Regions from separate parts of the Sus scrofa genome. Here region 1 is linked to region 2. A link is a contact called in public HiChIP or PLAC-seq data. All regions are on one chromosome and are shown on one strand. The core of a region is the stretch at or near the end of the contact, and the rest is flanking DNA. Distances in the headings are between cores, read along the strand shown.

Region 1 (5,302 bases), core at 613-3,112, 140 kb after region 2:
CAGTGGATCGAGGACCTGGTTTTGCCTGAGCTGGGGTGGAGGTCGCAGATGAGGCTTGGATCCTTCGTTGCTGTGGCTGTGGGGTAGGCCGGCAGCTACAGCTCTGCTTTGACCCATAGCCTGGGAACTTCCATATGCCACAGGTGCAGCCCTAAAAAGACCAAAAAAAAAGTAACATTATTAATTCATGAAATTTTTACCCAAGCTAAAAAATGCTTATTAGAAAATCAGTAAGTAAAACATGTGGTCCAATTCTACATACTTTCTTTCTTTCTTTTTTTTTTTTTTTTGAGAAACTGTCATGTACCAGCATCATAATATTAAGATGGTGCATGTGGATTGCTGTCAGAGATGTGCTTCCTGAGGTTTCTGCAATTTGCATGATGCTGAAACCTTGCCCTTCTCTTGCTTTTTGATTTTCTAGACTGGCAGAGTTTAAGCTAATAATGGTTTCCTGAAGAGGGTTAGGTTCCTATCTAGTTTAATATCAATATTTCTTTTATCCTATAGGGACAGTTCTATTTGAGAGCTTGTGGGCAATTTTAATTATCAGCAAGAGGCTGAGTTGAAATAAGAGTTTCCACGTTGACAAGCTACAAAGTCAATCTCATACAGAATTTTATTTTTTTGTAATTTTATTATCAAGAACCAGTGTTTTGGGTTTGTTTTTTGTTTTTGTTTTGTTTTTTGCCTTTTTAGGGCCACACCCGCAGCATATGGAAGTTCCCAGGCTAGGGGTCAAAGCAGAGCTGTAGCTGCCAGCCTATGCCACAGCCACAGCATTGCAGGATCCGAGCCACGTCTGTGACCTACAACACAGCTCATGGTAATACTGGATCCTTAAACCACTGAGTGGATGGAACCTTTGTCCTCATGGATGTTAATCGGGTTTGATACCACTGAGCCATGATGGGAACACCTCTCATACAGATTTCCAGTAGATGATGAAGTATAACAAGTTCTGTGGTAACTAAATTAATGCAAGGAACACATGGCTATATAAAGTATACAGTATTACATCTTTTATTTTTATATACATTGTTATTCACAGTTCACCAAGATGCTAATAACTTAATTAGCATTTATGAAGAATTTAAGGATACCTAATTAAGCATATTTATTTATTTTTGTCTTTTTGCCATTTCTTGGGCTGCTCCCGTGGCATATGGAGTTTCCCAAGCTAGGGGTCTAATCGGAGCTGTAGCTGCTAGCCTATGCCAGAGCCATAGCAACTCAGGATCCCAGCCACATCTGCGACCTACACCACAGCTCACGGCAACGCCGGATCGTTAACCCACTGAGCAAGGGCAGGGATCGAACCTGCAACCTCATGGTTCCTAGTCAGATTCGTTAACCACTGAACCACGACGGAAACTCCAAATTAAGCATATTTAGATAGAGTATTACTAAGCATATTTTATATCTAAGTGTCCCTTTTCATTTGCTTCTCAGCTCATCTCAGGAAAAAGTGAAGCACAGACAAATGTTCACATGATAGAATATAATAAAGTTTCCCTTCACAATGACCTAATCTTTTTTTTTTTTTGTCTTTTTGCCTTTTCTAGGGCCACACAACAGCACATGGAGGTTCCCAGACTAGGAGGGGTCTAATCCGAACTGTAGCCGCGGGCCTGCACCAGAGCCACAGCAACGCAGGATCCTCAACCCACTGAGTGATGCCAGGGATTGAACCCACATCTTCATGGATACTGGTCGGGTTTGTTTCTGCTGAGTCAAAATGTGAACTCCTTGCAACATTTTTTTTAGTGAAAAACTGAAAGTTTAAAGAACCTAATAATTGTATATGATCTCTTTCATTATGGAAAAAAAATTATTTATGTTTTGTCCAGGGCTAAAGCCTGGAGGGATATAGTTACTAAGTCAACTTTCTGTAAAGCTTTATGGAAGTATAGTTGATTTACAATGTTGTAATAATGCTAAGTCTATTTAACAGGTTTTATAACCAAGCTCTCTTTGAACATGAAAATGGCCTACTTGCTGCTTTAGGAGTTTTGTATGCTCTATAGTATTTTTTTTTTTAATTGAACTATAGTTGACTTGCAGTATTGTGTTTGCTCTGTATACGTTTTTTGTAGCTTTGGGTAAAAAAATCATGGAACACATGACATCCATTCTGTCTCCCAATAATTTAAGACACATGACATCCATTCTGTCTCCCAATAATTTAAGATCCACGAAAACTGGAGAAGAGGAGGAGAGAGAAAGAAGGGAAATTAGTATTTATTATGAGCTGATAGAAGCCAGGGATAGCACTAGGTATCCTTGCATATATCGTCTTATTCGAGCCACAGGACCATCCTGTGAGGTGACATTACCCCCTTTTTACAATCAAGGAAACAGGCTCAGAGAACTTCTGTATGGAGAACTGAATTTGAATGCTCTTTCCGCTGTACCTGCGTGCATCCTTCCCAGGGGCTTTTCAGGGCTACGTGTTCATGCCCTCTAAGTTAATAAAACTCTGGATTCAGAACCAGGACACAGTTTTGAAAGTTTTGGGTACTTCCCGTCCAGTTTTCTGCAACAGAAAGTAGGGATAACAACTGACCCCTTTTCCACTCCAAAAGATTGACGTGTTAATTAGGGAGCCAAAATTAGCTGGTAGTCGCAAAGAGAATGAACCACGACTCTTAACACGCCCACAGAGGCTGACTCCGGCCAGGGACAGCTCCCGCTTGGGGCGGAGGTGACCTCGCAGGTCTGCGGCCAAGTAGGGAGCTCCCGGACCGCGCCTCTCTCGCGGTCCGTCCAGGGACTTGTAGTTCCCGTCAGGCGCGGGCGCGCCCGGGCGTGGGGGACGCGCGGCTCTCCTACTACAAGTCCCGTGATGCTCCGGGGCGCCGCTGCAACTGCGTGCTGAGGCCGCGGGGCGTGCGGGCGGCGCGGGCGGCGCGGCGGCGGAGCAGTAAAGATGGCTGCGCGTGGGTCTCCGCCCTCCTCTCCCGGCTGAAGCGCTCGGAGGCGGCGGCGGGGCGGCTCGGAGCAGCGGCGTTATGGCAGAGCTGGAGCACTTGGGCGGGAAGCGGGCCGAGTCGGCGCGGGCGCGGCGGGCCGAGCAGCTGCGGCGCTGGCGGGGTTCGCTGACGGAGCAGGAGCCCACCGACCGGCCGGGCGCGGGGCGGCAGCCGCAGAGTCGGCGCGCGGGCCCGCGGGTCCGCTTCGAGGACGGCGCCGTGTTCCTGGCTGCCTGCTCCAGCGGAGACACCGACGAGGTGAGGCGGCTCCTGGCCCGGGGCGCCGACGTGGACACGGCCAATGTCGACGGCCTGACAGCCCTGCACCAGGTGAGCGCAGCGCGGGTGCTGCGAGCCCGCTTCTCGCCGCCGCCGCTCGGCGGCCGGCTGTTCCCGACCTCGCAGGACCGGCGCCCGCCGCAGTCGGGTGTTTGTATTTCCCTCCCGCTCCGCGGGTCGTCATGGTTACCGGTGCTTTGGCCGGGGGTCTGCTGCGCTCTCGAGTCCTGCTTTCTGTGCGAGTCGTTCTGCCGTCTCTGAGAGCGCATCCCGTGCTGGGGAGGGCGGAGGGCCGAAGGGTCTGAAACCACACCTGGTTTTCTGGTTTTCTGGTTTGCAGTGATTTACAGGTTCTGCGTTCGTCGCGCTGTAGCTCCCCGAGCACCCCATCCTCAAGGAAGGAAGCCTTACTTTATTCCTCTACGGAGCGCTGACCTGCAGGGTCACTTACATTTGTTTGACGTTTTTGGAATAGCTTTTTTTTCCGCTAAAGCTTCTGTAGGAATCACACGCCCTATATAGAACTGGAGTATGTGATTGTGGATAACCTGACAGTTCCGTGCTTGGTAATTAACACCTTAACTTAGTTCATCTTATGCAACTGTATTCTGTACATGCTGCCTGTCGTCACTAACTCCGTCCTCTCTCTCAAATGGAACTTCATCAGTTATTTTGGTGAGCTGACAGCTGGACACCCACTCTTAATCTTTCTTATTTTCCTTCTTCTGCTGTCCGTGCAAAGTGGATGTGCTGACCTGAGAATCCACTTCTAAGTCATTATTCCGATTCGCGTCATTTCGCTTCAGTGAACATATTAGCCAGTAGCTTAAAATTAGTCCTCGCTGCGTTCGTGGTCCTTCTTTTTCAGATGAAAGGACCTTCTTTTCACCCCATTTGCGTCCATTTTTTCCTGCCTATAACAGTGCCCCACCTAAGGTGGCGGCCAACATTTATATAGTTCTTTGCTGTTTAAAAACTTTTTGATATGTCTTACTGCAGGTGAATCTCAGTAGTGATCCTTTGAGGTGGGTGTGGCAGCCAGTGTCATAATAACCATTTCACAGGTGAGGACTCTGAAGCTTAGAAAATCGTTGCTCGTGCAAGATTAAAAGGGAGAGAAGTTGCCTGTAGGCAAGGGTTTTTCAGATTTAAACTCCAGAGCTTTATGTCTCACCTAATAAGGAGCTGAATTGAAGTAAGATGGGCCCTCAGAGGGCCACGTGTATTCTTTCAAATTTCTGAATGAATTTTTATTTTTCGGATGTTTGGGGGATGATAAGGCGATTGAGGTCTGGATTCTGAAAGAAACCACTTTGAGGGGTCATAGAGAAATAGAAACCAGTTTTCTTGTCCACGTGTTCCTTATTCGAAGCACAGTTTTCTCAGTGTAACTCAGTGGCCCTGTTTTTTTGAGGTGACTGCTGAGTCTGCCCCTTACCACACACATTTTAACACCGCCCTGAGAAAAGCACCTACTTTGAGGTGACTGCAGGTAGGTCTTCCACACCAGGTAACCACGTTTCTGACTCCTTTTCCTGACACCGTGGTCCCCTTGGTGTCTTTCCTTTTCCTTTAATTACCCCCCTGGACAGTGAAGTGCAGTGTCTCTCACTAATATTCTAGTAGTCTCTTCACCTTCCGTAATCTCTTGAAATAGGAGAGGAAGGAGATGACAACTGTGGAATTTTTTTTTTTTTTTTTTGAAACACTTGCAAAGGCAATATGGCATTATTCGTCCCTATTTGCAGGGCTGGCAGTGCGTTGAGTTGAATAAGTATTCTCAGTACTAGCCAGATTCAGCTAAAATGAAGCTGCTTGAAGATTTGAGGTCAAACAAAACTTTATGTTGAGGGACCACTTCTTTGTTTGAGTCAAGATGAGTGGCCTTTATTGGCTCAGGGACGCCTGCAGGTCATTTCTGCAGAGTTAAAATATGTTTCTCCGTGGTCTGCAGGACACTTAAGGTATATAAAAAGTAATTTTCGAAATGTGGTTCTGGAGCCGCCAGTGGTCTAACAGCCGTAGAGGGTATGACTGCTTGTCCTTGTGTG
Region 2 (5,374 bases), core at 666-3,165:
CGCCCACAGGGGAGGGCTGTTCTTGGGAGCCTCTTTCTAGGGAAACTCCGGCTGCACTTTCAGGATGTGTGAGTGGAGGTGCAAATTTCAGGTCCTAAAGGGGGACCCTCCCCCCACACTTCAGATAATGACTGATCCTGGTGGCGGACTCTGTTTCTGACCTGCCAGAGCACCCCACTCGGGAGATGCTGCTGTTCCAGGGGACACCCTCCTGACCAGGACACAGAACCCGCCTGGATCCCTGTCCAGGAGCACAGCTTCGTAAACACTCCACCAGGAGCTCTTCCCTGGGGACCAGAGGTGCCGCCCAGGCCGAGCCACTGGAGCAGCAACTGGCTCCCCTCTCAGCCTCACCCCAGAGACATCTCCCAGATCCAGAGCCTGGAAGCCAAGCCAGCCAGGCCGGTGGCAGGACATGGGTCCAGGCGTCCTGCTCTTGCTTTTGGAGCCCCAGCACCAAGACAGCGCCAGGTTTAAACAGGCCTCTCCCGAGGAGATCCAGAGCCTGGGCCTCAAGAGCCTGCCCTGCTGTGAGAGGCCAGAAGCCCCTGGCAGAAGCCACAAGCACACAGGTTTGGGAAAGGAAGCCAGGGCCCAAACATGCGATCATGGGGGTACCTGCCCCCAGCCTCCCTCCCTCCCTCCCCTCTGTGGGGTGGGCAGACACAGGGAGGGGAGGTGCCCAGGCTGGCTGGTCCAGCTTCTCCACTGACCTCTCACAGGGGGCGGATCCACAGCTCTCCAAAACCCCAGTCTGGGGCCAAGAGCCGGGTCCCCAGGCCTTTCCTCCTCTGCCCACAGGCCCCACCAGCCAGGCTGGGAGAGGCAGGCCGCAGCCATTACTGCAGCCCAGCCCACAGACCCAGGGCTCATCTTCCCCTTTTTTTGAGCCAGATTTCAACTGGCGGCCAGCCACTCCCCTGGCACCCAAAGGCTTACACTTGCCCACTGAGGTCTTGATGACCCAAAGCCCTCACAGCCACTGTCGCAGGTGTCCCCGGAGTGGCAGTGCCCCTCCAACTCATCCTGCGGGGCCGAAGCACCTCCTTCTGCAACTTCCGAGCGAGGCGGGGACTCCGCAATCCCGTAGATGCTATGCTCCCCAGGCCCCAGCTGGACTCACTAGGCGGCCGGTTCTGGGAGGTCTGGGCTGGGTCGACGGCCTCAGCTGATTCCACTCCCCCCCAGGGGTACCCCACTCCCCTTGTATCGCTGGGGCTTCCTCTTCCGGGCAGGAAAGATGAACCCCCTGGGGTGGGGTTGGGCTGGCCCAGGCCCCCTCCCAGGACGGGCGGCCCCCAGTCCCGAGACCCTCCTTTCGCCGCGCGGGCAGGCCCGGCACTTTCGCCCCGTCATGCGCCCGGGCGCGGGGACCGGAGAGGGCCGTCTCCGCGGACAGCGGCCCCTCTGGCCTCGTGACACCCTGGGCGCCGCAGGTCGCGGTCTCGTCCCCCGCCCCCGCGCCCGCCGTGCCATCTCGGCCCGGGCACGCGCTGTCGGGTTCCCAGGGCCGTGCTAGGCCCCGCGCGCCCCAGCCCGCGCCTCCCCGCCGGCGCCCGCCGTGCCCGCCACGCCAGGCGGCCATCGGTCGACAGGGCGCGGCGGGGCCCGAGGCCCGGCCGGCCCGCGCCCCGTACCGCGATCACGTTGACGAAGGTGGTCTTGCCCGAGTACTGCAGCCCGACCAGCGTGAGCTCCATCTCCTCCTTCCAGAACAGGGCCTTGAACCAGTCCAACAGCTTGTTGAACAAAGCGATCATGGTCGCTGCGCCGGCCGCGCCCGGTGCCGGCTCCCCGCCGCCCCTCTTGCCCTCGCGCTGCGGCCGGAGCGGCCCCTCCCCGGTGCGGCCCGGCTCCGGGCTCGGTGCGGGCGGAGGCTCGGCTGGAGCGCGCGCGGCGGCCGACGACTCGCTGCCGGGCTCGGCTCGGCGCGCCGATGGGTGTGGCCTCGGCGCGTCCTCCTCCCCCTCCTCCTCCTCCTCCTCCTCCTCCCGGTCGCCGTCCTCGTTCACCGCCCGCGCCGCCCGCCCGGCCCTGCTCGCCCCCGACAGCGCTCCTCCGCGCCCGGGGCGGTGGCAGGGCGCTGGGCGGGGCACCCGCGAGCTTGGGGACAGGCCTGGCCGGCCGGGCGGGCCAGGGCCCCTGGGCAAAGAGCGCCCATTGTTTTAACCCTTCTGGCGCCCCCTTCCTTCGTACGCGGTGGTGGGCGCGCCCGAGGTGGGTGCGGGGCCCCGGGGAGCCGGCACATTTCCAGGGTGGAGGTGGGTGGCTTGCGGACGAGGAGGTGGTCTCCGAGATCTTTTGTTCCCCGAGACCTGCCCACTGAGCATCTCTGAGTCCTGGCGGGAGCGTTCGGTGGCCGCAGGGTACCGCGACCACCTGTTTAGGAAGCTTCTGGCCCAAAGTGACTTTGAAGCCTTGGCTCACCAGGAGGCTCAAACAGAAAAAGTCTGCGGGGCGGGAGAGGGAGGGTTCCCGTGAGGAAGTTTTGTGGCAAAGGAGTAACTTGGTAAAAGCCGGGTTTCTTCAGGAGAACTGGTGGTGGGAGGTGTGGGGCCTGCTGTGTTCCCCGCACCCCCCACCTCGCAGCCCCCAGCCCACCTTGGGGTTTCCTTGGTATTCCACTTACATGTGTACTTCCATGTATTTTGTTCTAGACAAAGGTGCATAAATGGTCGGAATGACCTGAGAGATCAGTGGCCAAAGGGAAGGAGTCACAAAGTCCTGGCTGAGTAGAATGTTCTGGACTGTTAAGTGATAGGGTCCTTCTAGTCCCTGCCCTTTGTAAGTCCCTCTCTAGCTCCTCAGGAACACCCCCAATTCCCAAACCCACCCTGGCAGTGTCACTTTGCTTCACTTGTAAGAGCTATAAAGGGCGTGGCCCGGGAGGAAGGCCACAGCCTGATCTGGGGATTTCTACTCTCCATCCCTGGGAAGAGGCTCCAATGGGCCACGAAGAAGATGGAAAGAAGGAATGACTCGGGCATCCGAGAAGTCTTTATTTTCACACCAGGTTACTCACCAGAGCCCGGGGAACAGGGCTGGGGCAGCGGCGCCCAAGGAGGGAAGCCTGCAGGCCTGTGTGGTGGCTTTCCTCCTGCGGGCAGGATTTGGCACCCAGGGGCTCTGAGCCCTGCTCCACAGGTACCCCGAATGCCTCTCGTGGAGAAGGGAAGGCTCAGGAGTGGGCAGTGAGGGAGGAGGCTGAGCAGAAGCATGAAGAAAGCCACCCCAATTCCTACGCTGCACATGCTCCAGAAGTGCCGTCTGAGGGAGAGGCCCAGGTCTTCTCCGGGATCCAGCCCCTTGGGGGTCCATAGAGAACCTGCCTTCCTCCCCACAGGCAGCCCATCTTGGATTCAAGGATGCAGGATCTGGCCACCTCCCTGGGTTGAGCCGGATCTGGGTTTCCTGGACTTAGCTCCCTGGGGTGGGCCCTGGGGGGGGTGCCCTGGTGTAGCCTGAGTCCCTGGTCTGCGTGGGGAGCTTTTACCCAGGTTGTTGCTGGAAAGAGCCACTGCCCAGGTGTGCCCCCTGGGGAGGAGGGCATGCCGGGGATGGTCACTCAACACCAGGTGGCGCTCTCGGCTCTGTTGCTCCGGTCTCCGGTGTTTGCCCCCGGCCCGTTCTGAGGTGCGAAGGCAGGCAGAGCGTGCTGGCCCCCTAGGGAGTAGCTGGGTGGGTGGAGGGAGGCAGGCATCTGGGTCTCACCCTTTCCCTCTTCTGGAGATTTCACCTGTCTGGCCAGGTCACCTCTGAAGCCTGCTCCCCCGACACGTGTGGGCACAGGGTAGTCCGGGTCCTTGCTCCCTTTGGAGTGTAGATGTGTGTTGGGGAAGCAGAGTCACTGTGGGGACCGGGTAGGACCGGGTTTTCCTGGCTGGCCTGGCCTCGGGCCACTCTCGTGCAGGGCCTGGCAGACGATGCCCTTGGCCTCACTCTTTGCTGGCCCCCTGGGGCGGGGGTACAGCTGCAGCAGTTTCTAGGAGCTCCGCTGATTGGTTGCCCCTTGGGGCAGCAAAGTGCCCAATGTCCTTGTCCGAAGAAGAGACCGAGGTGCCCACGGTTTTTCAGAGACCAGGACTCCTGGGCTTCTGTCTCAGCTCTGTTACAAAGGTCAGCCACTAGCTTCAAGTTCTGAGTGATGTGGGGGTCCCCCTGGTGTCCACTTGGGGCCATTGGAGGAAGCAGAGGAGTGGGCAGTGCTGAAGCCCCAGTGTCTGACCTTGTCCTTGCCAGCCAGCTTCCTGTAACCCCGGATACGCACTGAGGGACACCCCATCCCCAAGCCCATTCGGGGCTCCCCAGATCACGAAGCCACCTTCACCAGACCCACCACCCCAGGCCTGGGGGAAACGGCACTGGGGATGTGCCAGGGGTCAGGGGCTGGGCCCCTCCGGCAGCTGGGCAGCGTACAAGGCCAAGGTGTGGTGCAGGAACTGGTACTGCTCCGCCGTCTGGATCATGCCACCCCTGTGGGCAGAGGCACGTAGGCATGAGTCAGGGGTCTGCTTGGGCATCGTTGTCCCATGGAGAGATCCTGACCTTCCCAAAGGCCGGCTGGCTGGCTCCTCCTCGTAGGTTCATCCTCCCTGAGACCAGCTCCTTCCCTCGGTTCCCAGACCCCCTGCTCCTCACCAAGCCCTGGGGCTGGCGGGGCTGGCAGGGCTGTGGAGGGGTCCCACATGCCCAGGGCTTCTCTGACCACCAGCTGCTGGGGCAGAGCCAGCCCCAACTCCTCAAGCCAGGCCAGGAATATGCCCAAGCCCCAGGATTTCCTTCTCTCATTTTTTTTTTTTAAGGGCCGCACCTGCCACATATGGAAGTTCCCATGCTAGGGATCGAATCAGAGCTGTAGCTTCCAGCCTACACCACAGCCACAGCAATGCAGGATCCTTAACCCAATGAGTGAGGCCAGGGATCAAACCTGTATCCTCATGGATGCTATGTCAGGTCCTTAACCCACTGAGCCACAATGGGAACTCCCCAGTAATTTTAAAAGTAGTAATTTCACATATGTATATAGTCGGTTCTCATGTTGCCAAAGACTCGCATCAGTGGCCTCATTCCCTACAGCGGCTCTCTGGGGAAGGGGCCACCATTTCCCTCTAGATAGGGGACCCAGGAAACAGGTGACAGCTCAGTAGAGGCCCTTGGATGCTATCTCCAAATCCAGCGGGCTTCTGTGTTTTGCCTGGGGCTGCCTAGTTTCTGGAACCAACCATACTCTGTTCCCCCACCTGTCCCCTGAGTAGGGAATTTGGAAAAACAAAGACAAAACCAAAAAAGATTGGAAGCTTGGACAAATCCTCAGAGCCTCAAACACCCCAGAGAGCTAAAATTTTGGACAGATTCTTTCCTGGGTGTGAGAGGC

Evidence for each region. HiChIP or PLAC-seq counts read pairs in DNA pulled down with a chosen protein or histone mark.
Region 1: a contact with region 2 is called in an H3K27ac HiChIP or PLAC-seq map of alveolar macrophages. The contact joins the promoter of PPP1R12B here to the promoter of ARL8A in region 2. A contact is called at or near these places in 2 of 5 promoter capture datasets (fetal skeletal muscle and liver), 2 of 47 Hi-C or Micro-C datasets (blood and liver) and 1 of 2 datasets of contacts at active chromatin or transcription factors (alveolar macrophages).

Annotation. Positions count from the first base shown.
Region 1 is chr10:24,462,141-24,467,442 of Sscrofa11.1, forward strand. It overlaps PPP1R12B (protein phosphatase 1 regulatory subunit 12B), which reads left to right and starts at 1,863. Exons shown (of 25, transcript XM_021064548.1): 1 at 1,863-3,302. The coding sequence starts at 3,012.
Region 2 is chr10:24,322,310-24,327,683 of Sscrofa11.1, forward strand. ARL8A (ADP-ribosylation factor-like protein 8A) reads right to left here and starts at 1,916. Exons shown (of 7, transcript XM_021064533.1): 1 at 1,638-1,916. The coding sequence starts at 1,760. It overlaps PTPN7 (tyrosine-protein phosphatase non-receptor type 7), which reads right to left. Exons shown (of 10, transcript XM_021064534.1): 10 at 2,980-4,473. The coding sequence ends at 4,380.